Linked DNA regions of Pan troglodytes: region 2 is linked to region 1. A link is a contact called in public HiChIP or PLAC-seq data. All regions are on one chromosome and are shown on one strand. The core of a region is the stretch at or near the end of the contact, and the rest is flanking DNA. Distances in the headings are between cores, read along the strand shown.

The links. HiChIP or PLAC-seq counts read pairs in DNA pulled down with a chosen protein or histone mark.
Region 2: a contact with region 1 is called in an H3K4me3 HiChIP or PLAC-seq map of stem cell-derived excitatory neurons, with 4 times the contacts expected there. The contact joins the promoter of MMP24OS here to the promoter of ACSS2 in region 1. A contact is called at or near these places in 1 of 7 Hi-C or Micro-C datasets (stem cell-derived neural progenitor cells) and 1 of 1 datasets of contacts at active chromatin or transcription factors (stem cell-derived excitatory neurons).

Annotation. Positions count from the first base shown.
Region 1 is chr21:41,109,448-41,115,003 of NHGRI_mPanTro3-v2.0_pri, reverse strand. It overlaps ACSS2 (acyl-CoA synthetase short chain family member 2), which reads right to left and starts at 3,272. Exons shown (of 20, transcript XM_016937745.3): 1 at 3,172-3,272. The coding sequence starts at 3,199. GGT7 (gamma-glutamyltransferase 7) reads left to right here and starts at 5,407. Exons shown (of 15, transcript XR_010154205.1): 1 at 5,407-5,556.
Region 2 is chr21:41,510,504-41,516,059 of NHGRI_mPanTro3-v2.0_pri, reverse strand. It overlaps MMP24OS (MMP24 opposite strand), which reads left to right and starts at 2,029. Exons shown (of 4, transcript XR_676210.5): 1 at 2,029-2,173. It overlaps MMP24 (matrix metallopeptidase 24), which reads right to left. Exons shown (of 9, transcript XM_016937754.4): 9 at 3,224-5,556. EIF6 (eukaryotic translation initiation factor 6) reads left to right here. Exons shown (of 7, transcript XM_001164516.7): 5 at 71-247; 6 at 442-623; 7 at 979-1,267. The coding sequence ends at 988.

The sequences.
Region 1 (5,556 bases), core at 2,023-4,522:
ATTTTTCTGGATTTGATTCGTGGCTCATGCTTGTCCCACAACCAAACATCATGCTGCCTCCCAATGGGGGTGCAATTTTGACTCCTTGGCTAGGCGCAGTAGCTCATGCACATGTAATCACAGCACTTTGGGAGGCCAAGTCAGGAGGAAAGCCTGAGGCCAGGAGTTCAAGACCAGCCTGGGCAACATGGCAAAACCTCGTCTCTCCAAAAAATACAAAAAATTAGCTGGGTGTCATGGCGTCCACCTGTAGTCCCAGCTACCCAGGAGGCTGAAGCGGAAAGATCGCATGAGCCCAGGAGATGCAGGCTATAGTGAGCCTAGAACGGGCCACTGCACTCCAGCATGGGTGACAGAGCAACACCTTGTCTCAAAACAAACTATCTATCTATCTATCTATCTATCTATCTATCTATCTATCTGTCCTTTACCCAGACTGAGGGCAAGGGTAGGGGGATTTTCCTTATACCTTTTTTTTTTTTTGAGACAAAGTCTTGCTCTGTCGCCCAGGCTGGAGTGCAGTGGTGCTATCTTGGCTCACTGCAACCTCTGCCTCCTGGGTTCAAGCAATTCTCCTGTCTCAGCCTCTCGAGTAGCTGGGATTACAGGTGCCCGCCACCACACCCGGCTAATTTTTGTATTTTTAGTGGAGACGGGGGTTTCACCATGTTGGCCAGGCTGGTCTCGAACTCCTGACCTCAAGTGATCCGCCCGCCTCGGCCTCCCAAAGTGCTGGGATTACAGGCGTGAGCCACTGCTCCTGGCCGATTTTCCTCATACATTTTAACAGACATGGAACCATCTATCAGAACTTCTGAATTATTACTAATACAATCCCAGCCCGAGTTAAAAAAAATAAATAAAACAACTTGACATCGTAGTAACTCGTTCAGTCTTATACCGCGTAATTTCCATTAGGATGTCCGATATACTAAAAATAGATCGGGGACTCCATTACTAATCTGAGGACCCCAAGATGGGAACCAGACCCGTTATTGCCCTCAACAGTTCACAGGTTAAGGGTCTCAGGAGGCAGTGGCTGAGCTGGTGTGAAAGGGAAGCAAAGAAAGTTCTATTCGTGGCCCTCCTCCCTTCAAGGCTCCCGTCGCCCCTTAGAGACCCTCTTTTCGCCTCAGGAACTCCCCTTCTCTTCCCATGAAACTTTCACTCTCTTGGCCGACCTCCCCGTCCCAATCTCAAGGAACCTCACTTCTTCCCTCACGGAATCCCGCGTCTCCTCGCAAAAACCCGCATCTCCACCACGGACCCTCCAAGTCTGCAGGGAACTCCCCAGCTCCCATGGAACCCTCGTCTCCTCCCGGAATCCCTTTTCCATTTTCAAAGAACCGCAATTCTTCCTTCACAGAACCTCCATCTCCTCACCCACCCCTCAGCTTCCAAAGGGAGCCCCCGACTCCCCCAGGGAGCCCCCACTCTTCTCCTCACTGACACCCCCAGGCCCGCCCGGGCCGGGCCTCACCCCGCGGCTCCTCCACGGAGCGCCGGTGCAGCTCGCGGTAGCGCTGCAGCGAGGGGACGTGCGCGGAGCGGCTGACCTCGGGCGGCGGAGACCAACTCCGCGCCCGGCCTCCGGCTCCAGCTTCCTCCTGGCCCCGGCTCCCGCTGCCGCTCCGGCCCCGCTCCTCAGGAAGCCCCATCATGTCAAGTTCCTAGAACCGCGGCCGCCTTTGCGGTCGCGGCGGGTGCCGGGACTGGGAAAACAGGCCGAACTAGAGGCGGGGCCTCCGTAGAGGGGCGGGGCCTGGTGGGTGGGGGAGTGGCTTAGTCTGGCGGGTGGGCGGTGCCAGAGGGGGCGGGGCCATGTCTGGCTGGGGAGGGATCGAGGTTAGCAAGGACAGAAATACTATAAGGAAAAGTCGAGGGATAGGGGTGGAGCTGACTTGCCGGAAGGAGTGACGCCGTCGAGTGAAAGCAGAAGGGGCGGGGCAGGGTGTGACAAGGGAGAGGGTGGAACCGTGGAGTGCCAAGGGAGGGGCGGGGCCAGGCGGGACAGGAGAGGAGGTGGGCCCATGGAGTGATGGGGAGTAACCCGGCTGGTTGTGACAGGAGAGGAGGCAGAGCCATGGAGTGACCAGAGTGGGGTGGGGTCTTGGAGTGACAGATAAGGGGTTGGGTTAGGGCAAGGATCGAAAGGGAAAGGGATGGACTAAGGAGAGGAGTTGAGTAAGGTCCATCGCGGAGCCGCCCCGTGATCTGATTGCACAGTCCTATCACCAGTTCCTTCCAGGTGACACCCTTCCCTCCAGGTCCCCCCTCTCTCAGCCACACCCACATTCCCGTCCTCCGGAAAAACTTCTCCCATGACCTTGAGGGCATGCTCTGGCGACAGCATCTCCTCTCTGTTCACCCTGGAACCAGCTCAGATTTTCTCCCTCTTATGAGGACATGTCTTCAATCTCCTTGCCTTCACAAATCTCCATCCAGATCTAAAGTACAAGACTCAATAAGTGAAGACTAGGAGACACCTTCAGGTTTTTTGTAATAAGCCCACCTCCTAATTGCACAAATGGCAAACCCAGGAAAGGGAAGGAACTGGTGCACAGTCAGAGAGCAAATAACGACCAAGTTAGGGCCAAAGCTAGGTTCTTTGACTCCAGATTTGGTTTTACTTCCTCGTCAGGCTTGAAGCTAAGGCTTGTAAAATATCAAAGTCTGTGCAAATAGGAAAAATCATTCACATTCTCTTTATTGTTGTTGTTTTTGTTTTGAGATGGAGTCTCTCGCTCTGTCGCCCAGGCTGGAGTGCAATGGCACGATCTCGGCTGACTGCAACCTCTGCCTCCTGGATTCAAGCAATTCTCCTGCCTCAGCCTCCCGAGTAGCTGGAATTACAGGTGCACACCACCACGCCCAGCTAATTTTTGTATTTTTAGTAGAGATGGGATTTCACCATGTTGTCCAGGCTGGTCTTGAACTCCTGACCTCAGGTGATCTGCCCGCCTTGGGCTCCCAAAGTGCTAGGATTACAGGCGTGAGCCACCACACCTGGCCCACATTCTCTTCTTTCCTTCACAATCTCTTTACTCCACCAAGGGAAACCCCCACCACCACCACCACAACCTGGGCTTAATTACCTCTAGCTTCTCTCTAGCCCCTCCACCCCAGAAAGAAGTCAGGCAGGACCCTCCTCCATCTCTCACCTGCACTCACCACGAAGAAGTGCCCACCTCACCATCATTTCACAGACTGGCTGTCAAGGCAGGAAGGATTCTTAAATATCTAACTCCAAGAGTGATTCTGAGGCCTGAAGCGGGCAGCTCCCACCTCCTGAAGCCTACACAGGCCTTGTGATGCCATCTAGCCCAGCCTCCCTTCCCAGCTACTTCCCTGCTCTTTGCCCAGCTGACCGTAAACCTTGCACACCCTAAGCTGAAAAAAAAATCTCTCTATGGGAGACCGAGAGTCTGCCCAATCCCGAGGAGGGCGGGAATCTCAGGGCCCACTGAAGGAGTACAGACCTCTTGGGGTGGACATAGACCCCACCAAGGGGTCAGATACTTTCATCAAGGAGATATTCACTGCACCGAAGGGACACACACTTCACTGACAGTACATGGACTCCACTAAGGGAGCACAGATGTTGCTGGGGGTTCTCAGATCTGACTGAAGGGCCCTGGGCCCTGCTAATAGGACATGAATGGCTTTGAAGGGCACTTACCCTAGTGAGGAGACATGGATTTCCCCTAAGAGATACAGAGGATATAGACTTTACTAAGGAGACGTGGACCCTACCAGAGGACTCAAACTCCAGTGAGGAGCTGCCAACTACACTGTGGGAGTGGACATCACTGAGAAGGTGCAGACCTCATCAAGTGGGGAAGGGTCCCACCAGAGGGATTAGACCTCAGGGTAGTGTAATAGACCCTACAAACATCACTGAGGAGATAAGAACTCTCTGGGGTGGGGAAAGGCACAGACAATGGGTACACGTTTTGGTGATAGACTGTTACCCTCCCTGGGCACTCTTACCACACAGCTCTGAGTAGCCCTCTCCTTCCTATCCTCTCTCCCAAGTCCTACACCCAAACCCCAGAGCTGTTCCCGACACACTGCTTCCCCCTCTTGTCTATAGTTGCTACTGCAGCTGCTGTGTATATAGTAGATTTTTCAAGCACTTCAGGCCATCCCTGAGACTGGTCTGGGGTTGGGAAGAGAAAGGATGTGTGTATAGAGGCTTCACCAGCCCCCCTCTCTTCCTGTGGACTTCACAATGAAAGTTTGGAACAGAGACCTCGTAAAAGAAGGAACCTCCCTCATCCTTGGATATGGAGAAGTTCGGAGTGGAGAGAGGATGGATGAGTTTGGAGGGAATGAATCTACCAGATTAAGGCAATGATGATGATGATGATGATGATGCCATTTATTGAGTAGGTGCCAAGCCCTATACTAATCGCTTTCCATTCTGTTACTTAATCCTCATGACAACCCTCTAAAATGGGTACTATTATTCTTTCCATTTCACAGATGGGGAAACTGATAGAGAGACTAATTGTCTTGCCCAAGATTACACAGTGTTTGAGCGGTAGCAGAATAGAACCCAGACATCCAGAATATGGAGACCTATTCCCCACCTTGCCCCACTCCTGCCCTACCATCACTACCACCACTCCTTCTTTCTCAAAGTGTCCTTTCCAGAACCACATCAAAAACTCTTAAAATGATGGTAAATATTCAGGTTCCAAGGACCTCATCCCAGCCTACTGAATCATGATCGCTGGAGTGGAATCTGGGGATCCGCTTTCAAAGATCCTAACACACACTAAAGTTTGAGAATGTGGTTGAAAGAGGAGTCAGAAGTGTCGGGGTGCGGGAAGGGATCTGAGGTCAGAGGAGGGATCTGTTGTCCAAAGAGGCGTCTGCAGTCAAAGAGGCCTGGAGATGAAGCATGGGCTGGGGTTTTCAAAAGGGTTTGGGGGTGAAGACAGAGTCTGAAGTCGAAAAAGAGGTCTAAGGTCGGAGGAGGAGTCTAAAATCGGAGGAGGAGGATCTCGGAATTCAAGGAGGGGTCTGGGGTCCGAGGAGTTTGGGGTCAGAGACAGGATCTGGGGTCGAGAGGGATTTGCGGTCAGTGAAAAGGTCTGGGGCCCGAAAAGGAAGCCTGCGATTTGAGGAGGACACTAGCTGTATTCAGGCTGGAAGGAGGAAGGGGTTTGGTCCCTGAGCTGCGTAAAGTGCAGAGCCACTGAAGTCTCGCTTGCACCGCGCTCTCCCCTCGACCCTGCGCTGCCTTCCTGGCTGTCCATCTACGCGCACCTGTGTGCCAGCTGCAGGCTGACAGCGCTGAGCAGACGGGGGCGAGTCAGACCGGGACACGGCCGAGGGCTGGGAGAGGCGCCCCCTCCCGGCTGTCGCGAAGATCAGGCCCCGCCCTCCGCCCTCCCACTCCCCCGCCGCAGCCACTTCCGGCAGGCGCTGCGCTGCTGGGGGGCGCGGGCGAGGATGGCGGCGGAGAACGAGGCCAGCCAGGAGAGCGCCCTGGGCGCCTACTCGCCAGTGGACTACATGAGCATCACCAGCTTCCCGCGGCTGCCCGAG
Region 2 (5,556 bases), core at 780-3,279, 400 kb before region 1:
CTGGGCATGGAGAACCTTGGTTCTGGGGCTGTAAGTTCTGAGCCCTGAACACAATATCTTTGACTGATAGGAGACAGAAGAAATTCTGGCAGATGTGCTCAAGGTGGAAGTCTTCAGACAGACAGTGGCCGACCAGGTGCTAGTAGGAAGTTACTGTGTCTTCAGCAATCAGGGAGGACTGGTGCATCCCAAGACTTCAATTGAAGACCAGGATGAGCTGTCCTCTCTTCTTCAAGTCCCCCTTGTGGTAAGCATTCCTGTCCTCTGAACCCCGTCTCCCGAGGCAGATCCTTTCGCCTAGTGTTTGGGAGTCTGGGTCATTACCTGCCACAGTTTGGTACTGGGGCTGCAGGTCAGGGAGGAGCAGGGTTTGGGGAGAGTCTTCATTGAGGAGGGAGAGAATTTGGTGCCGTGACTCACATTGAGCCCATCCCTTGGCAGGCGGGGACTGTGAACCGAGGCAGTGAGGTGATTGCTGCTGGGATGGTGGTGAATGACTGGTGTGCCTTCTGTGGCCTGGACACAACCAGCACAGAGCTGTCAGTGGTGGAGAGTGTCTTCAAGCTGAATGAAGCCCAGCCTAGCACCATTGCCACCAGCATGCGGGATTCCCTCATTGACAGGTACCTGGGGCCTCTCCTTTCTTCTGCTCAGGGTTGGGGGTTAACTTGCATTTTGAGAGTATGGGGAAAAGATGTCATCTAGAATGGGAGCCTACCAGTTTGTTCTGGTAGCTTCTCGAGTGTGAGAGCATATCTGCACACTGCTGAGCAGATAAGAGCCAGCATATTCAAAAAATATTTCTTGAGCATCTGCTAATCCTCATCTTTGTGGTTTTTCAGGGCTAGGATACTAGAGCAGTAGCTGCTTGAGCAGCTTGTCAGAGCTGGTCCGGGGATGAGGGCTGAGGCAGGCACCTTGAGAGTGAGGTGGGCTCTGTGAAACAGCTACTGACCGTGCGCTTTCCTTTCTCTTCAGCCTCACCTGAGTCACCTTCCAAGTTGTTCCATGGGCTCCTGGCTCTGGACTGTGGCCAACCTTCTCCACATTCCGCCCAATCTGTACCGGATGCTGGCAGGGAGGTGGCAGAGAGCTCACTGGGACTGAGGGGCTGGGCACCCAACCCTTTTCCACCTGTGCTTATCGCCTGGATCTATCATTACTGCAAAAACCTGCTCTGTTGTGCTCACTGGCAGGCCCTGTGGCTGCTGGCTGAGGGTTCTGCTGTCCTGTGCCACCCCATTAAAGTGCAGTTCCCTCCGGGCCATTCTGAATGTGATGTTTGAGGCCCTCAGCCTGTGTACAATCCCTGCACTCTCCAGTTGTTCCAGCATTCTGGGAAGATAGGGTGGGATGAACACAACACACAACCAACCCAGTACACCACCTCCACACACGCCATTCCCTTCTCCTCTACCATCAGGATGTGAGGCTTCATCCTGGGGCAAGAAACACTCTCCACTACAGTTCTCCTTTTTTCTTTTTTCTTTTTGAGGCAGTGTCTCCCTCTGTCACCCAGGCTGGAGTGTTGTGACGCAAGGATGGCTCACTGTAGCCTTGACCTGTTGGGCTCAAGCGATCCTCTCGCCTCGTTTATTTTTTTGTAGAAACGAAGTCACTGTGTTGCCCAGGCTGGTTTATACTCCTGAACTCAAGCGACCCACCGCCTCGGCCTCCCAAAGTGTTGGGATTACAGGCGTGAGCCACGGCGCCCGGTCTAGTTCTCACAGTTTTCACCCGACTTCTGCGCCGGTCTTCTCTGGCCTTGAAAGGCAGAGAGTCCGTTCCGATTTTCCCCTGAGCTGGGCAAGTCCCCTGTGAGAGCTCTGGGGCATCTGGCTTCGGGGCATTCTTTGACTAAGGTGGATGGAGGTTGCAGGTCCTTTCCTGGGTGGGCGTGGGGCGGGGCAGCGGGTTCCCAGCGTCGTCCTGGCCTGGGCGCCTTGGAGGCTGTTGGGGCGCATTCCGTCCCCTTGCGCGGGGCGGGGCCTTGAGGCGCTGGGGCGGGATTGGCGGGGGACGGTCGCGGAGCCCCGCCCCGGAGCACAGGGTCGAGTCCCTCCTTTCCGCTCCAACGCACGGAGGGTGAGGTCGGTGCGCGGTGGCGTCACGGCGCCAGCTCCTCCCGACGCCGAGGTGGGTTCCGGGAGACCCGCGGGTCTGGCTGCGAGAGGTGAGGGCAGAGCTGGGGCGGGGCCCTAGCGGGGTGTCCCGGCGACCCAGACCTAAAGGGCTTCTCTTCTTGCAGACCATGGGGGCTCAGCTAAGCGGCGGCCGCGGCGCCCCGGAGCCTGCGCAAACCCAGCCCCAGCCCCAGCCCCAGCCCCAGCCCCAGCCCCAGCCTGCGGCGCCGGAGGGCCCGGAACAGCCCCGGCGTCCGCCCCAGCCCCAGCCCCAGCCCCAGCCCCAGCCCCAGCCCCAGCCCCAGCCCGAGCCCAGCCCGTGGGGGCCGCTGGACGACGTGCGCTTCCTCATCGCCTGCACTTCCTGGTACTGACGGCGTCCTCCGGAGGATGTCGCCCGTCTGTCCGCCGTCCCCTGTGGTTCTTGCCTGCCTTGTCTCCTCTCCCCACGTCCCTGCGTCTCTTACACCCCCTCCCACCCGAGGCTCCCCAGAGATAGCAGAGAATTCGAAGAGGTCGCCGGGGACTGGAAAGAAGTCCCGGCAGGGCCGCCTTCGCAGTCTACACCCCAGCCTGCTTCCCAGCCTACACCCAGACCCAGCTCAGACCTTTGTGACCACCCCATCCCTTTCTCCGGCTGGCTGGGTCGGGGGCATCCCTCTCTGTCGCTGGCTTCCAGAGGCAGGGCAGGCCTCCTGGTAAGCCCGCAAAGTTGCTGACCTCCTGACTTCGTCTGCCTTTTATTAATATCTGTATTGCTGATAACCGTGCTCTTGACTATGTGTCCCAGGTCATGGCACCAGGGGCCTTGACTTTGGAGAAGCCCGTGCCACAGTGACCCTCCCCATACTCCTGGGGGGGCTGCTCCCCATCCTGGATCGTAAGGAGGCATCATCAGGCTGTGTTCCTGGAACCCCAATAACCCTGGGTCCCCAGGGCCAGCCTGTTGTAGAGGGAGGCTATCTGACCGCCGGTCTGGCAGAGGAGATGGGTGGGCAGCTCCCAGACACCCCAAAGGACCCGGTTCTCCTCCCAGAGCGTCCTAAGGTTACTCTTGGAACCTGATCTTTGTTCCCTCATCCCAGGGAAATGACACACTCTGTATTTCTGTTTTATTTAGAAATGATTTAAAAAACATTATACAAAGGCTGATCAGTTTAAAATGTGACTGACACTGAAATGCTGTGATGTCCCCCAGGCTGAGGGGAAGCTAGGCCCTGGGGCCCCCAGTGCTTTGCCCCTCTGTCTGCCCTGTCCTGGGGTGATGGACAGATGACCACAGGTAGGAGAATCTGAGATTGGAAGCCTCTAGGCTGAGCCCTCTGGGCCTGGCCCCACATCCCTCACCTCTGCAGCCTGGGCTGCCTGCCTCCATCTCCTGTTCATTCTCAGCTGGCCTGCCAGGAGCCAACGGGGAGCCTGGCGGGAGGCGGGGGTGCCTAGAGCTTTCAAGAAGTGAGAGCACCAACCTGAGGAGTGGACAGGGACCAGGAAGTGGGGGAAGGGAGGCCAGGAAGAGGTGGATACAGGAGACACTTCTCATCTCATCTCAGACCCTAGAGGGGTCCACAGATGGGGACACAAGACCCAGCCAGCCCACTGGATGGCCCAGGCAAGTAACAACCTCTCTGTGCTTCATCTGAGGGCACGGTGAGAGTTACCGTCGGCCTCCCAGGGCCTAACACGAGTTTCATGTGAGTGGACAGGTGTGAGCTAATAAAGTGCTTTGCAAAGTATAAAACACTGTACAAACCTATGAATCACTAATATCTCCGCAGTTGTTCCCTGCCTGTCCCAGGGAGCCTGCCCTTGGCCAAAATGAGAAAAAACAAGGATGATGACAGGGGACACAGCGGACCCACATGGGCACCTCTGGGACAAGAGATTTTGCTTGAGACAGCTCCCAGGGCAGCAGGAGTCCCTGTCTGTGCTACAGGGTAAGCCGACCCCAATCCCAGAGACCACAGGGTCGGGGGCAAGGCCCATGCAGGCTCAGTGAGCAGGAGTGGCATCTGAGACCCGGCCAGCACGCTGGAGACTGCCTGACACCTCTTTTTGGCTTTGGCAGAGAGCCAGTGGGCATTGATGAACCCATTGGCCTTGTCTAGGGCTCCTCAGTGACAAGCAGGGCTGCCTCCGCCGTACTGGAGCAAGGCAGGCCAAGCCCTAGGAACTCCTGCTGGAGACAGTGAAGGGCAGGCCAGTGAAGGTCAAAAAGGGAGCCCCCTCAGCTTGGGGCTGCTACCGGTAGGGGTGTCCTTCTAAAAGCAGTGTGGGAAGATGGGCCCAGTGAGCGAGGTCAGCAAGGGCCAAGCTCTGGGAAAACACTGCTTCCAGCCGAGAGATTGAGTCGGCCTCAGAGTAGCTGGAGTCGGCCTCAGAGTAGTGGGGGCACTGAGCACTTCAGATGCCCTGGTCCCCTTCCGAAGGACTCCCAGGCTCTGCCAGTGTTGGCCCTGCAGCCATCTCTGCCTCACCTAACTGGTGAGGCTGAGCTCCAGGCTGCAAGTGACAGACTGGAGCAAAGCTGGGGACAGTGACAATAGAGGGGAGTGGAGGACGGTCACAAACTTGGATCTTCCTCCAGAAATGGGGTCAGCTTCTGCCCCAGCTCTGTAGCCATAGGAGCAGAGCTCAGCTACTGGGGTGTCTGGGCGCTAGAGTGGCCTTAGCAGCACCTTGGTCCTTGTCGCCTGGGGGAGGGCCGCTATGCTGGCCTCATCACCAAGACAGTCACCTCTAGTTCACCTAAAGCCTCAAGCAGCCTTTGCAAAATGGGACAGTAGTGACAGGACATTTAAATATTCACGATGTGACAGCTGGGTCCTTGTCAGACCCAGCTGGGCCACAGCCCTGCCTGCAGCATGTGACCCTAAATCCTGGGTCTCCGAAGAGACCCTGACAAGTGGAGCAGGTTTCCTGAGGGATCTGCCGTCTGCCAGCAGGGAAACCCAGGCTTGTTGCCCACTGTGTCAGAAGCAGGGGTCCTGTAGCCTTGGAGGACAGTGGGGTGGGGGTAGGGGGACATCTGACCAGCAGGTGTTGGCAAAAGGGGACCAGGACTGGTGGTATCTCCCGGATGGGGGATGAGAGCTAGTGCTGGCTTCCCACAGAGGGTGCTGGGTTCCAGCCAGGAGTGGAGCTGTGGTACCTCATGGACACCACAGGATGCCGTGACCACAGGGGCTCCTCCTGGCATGGTCCCTGCCTCCGGATGGAGCCTGGCCTATTCCCTTAAGTAGGGAGTAGTTTGCCCAGGACAGAAGGCTGGCAGCTGGGTGCCAGACACCCACCCTGGGGCACAGCCCCCATAATTCCCTGCCCCACGCTCAGCCTAGGCCAATGCACCCACCACTTCAGCTGTACGACCCCAGCCTAGGGCCCTGCTGGCCCTGGTGAGCACTGGCCAGAGCTGCCCCTCAGACCCTGGTGA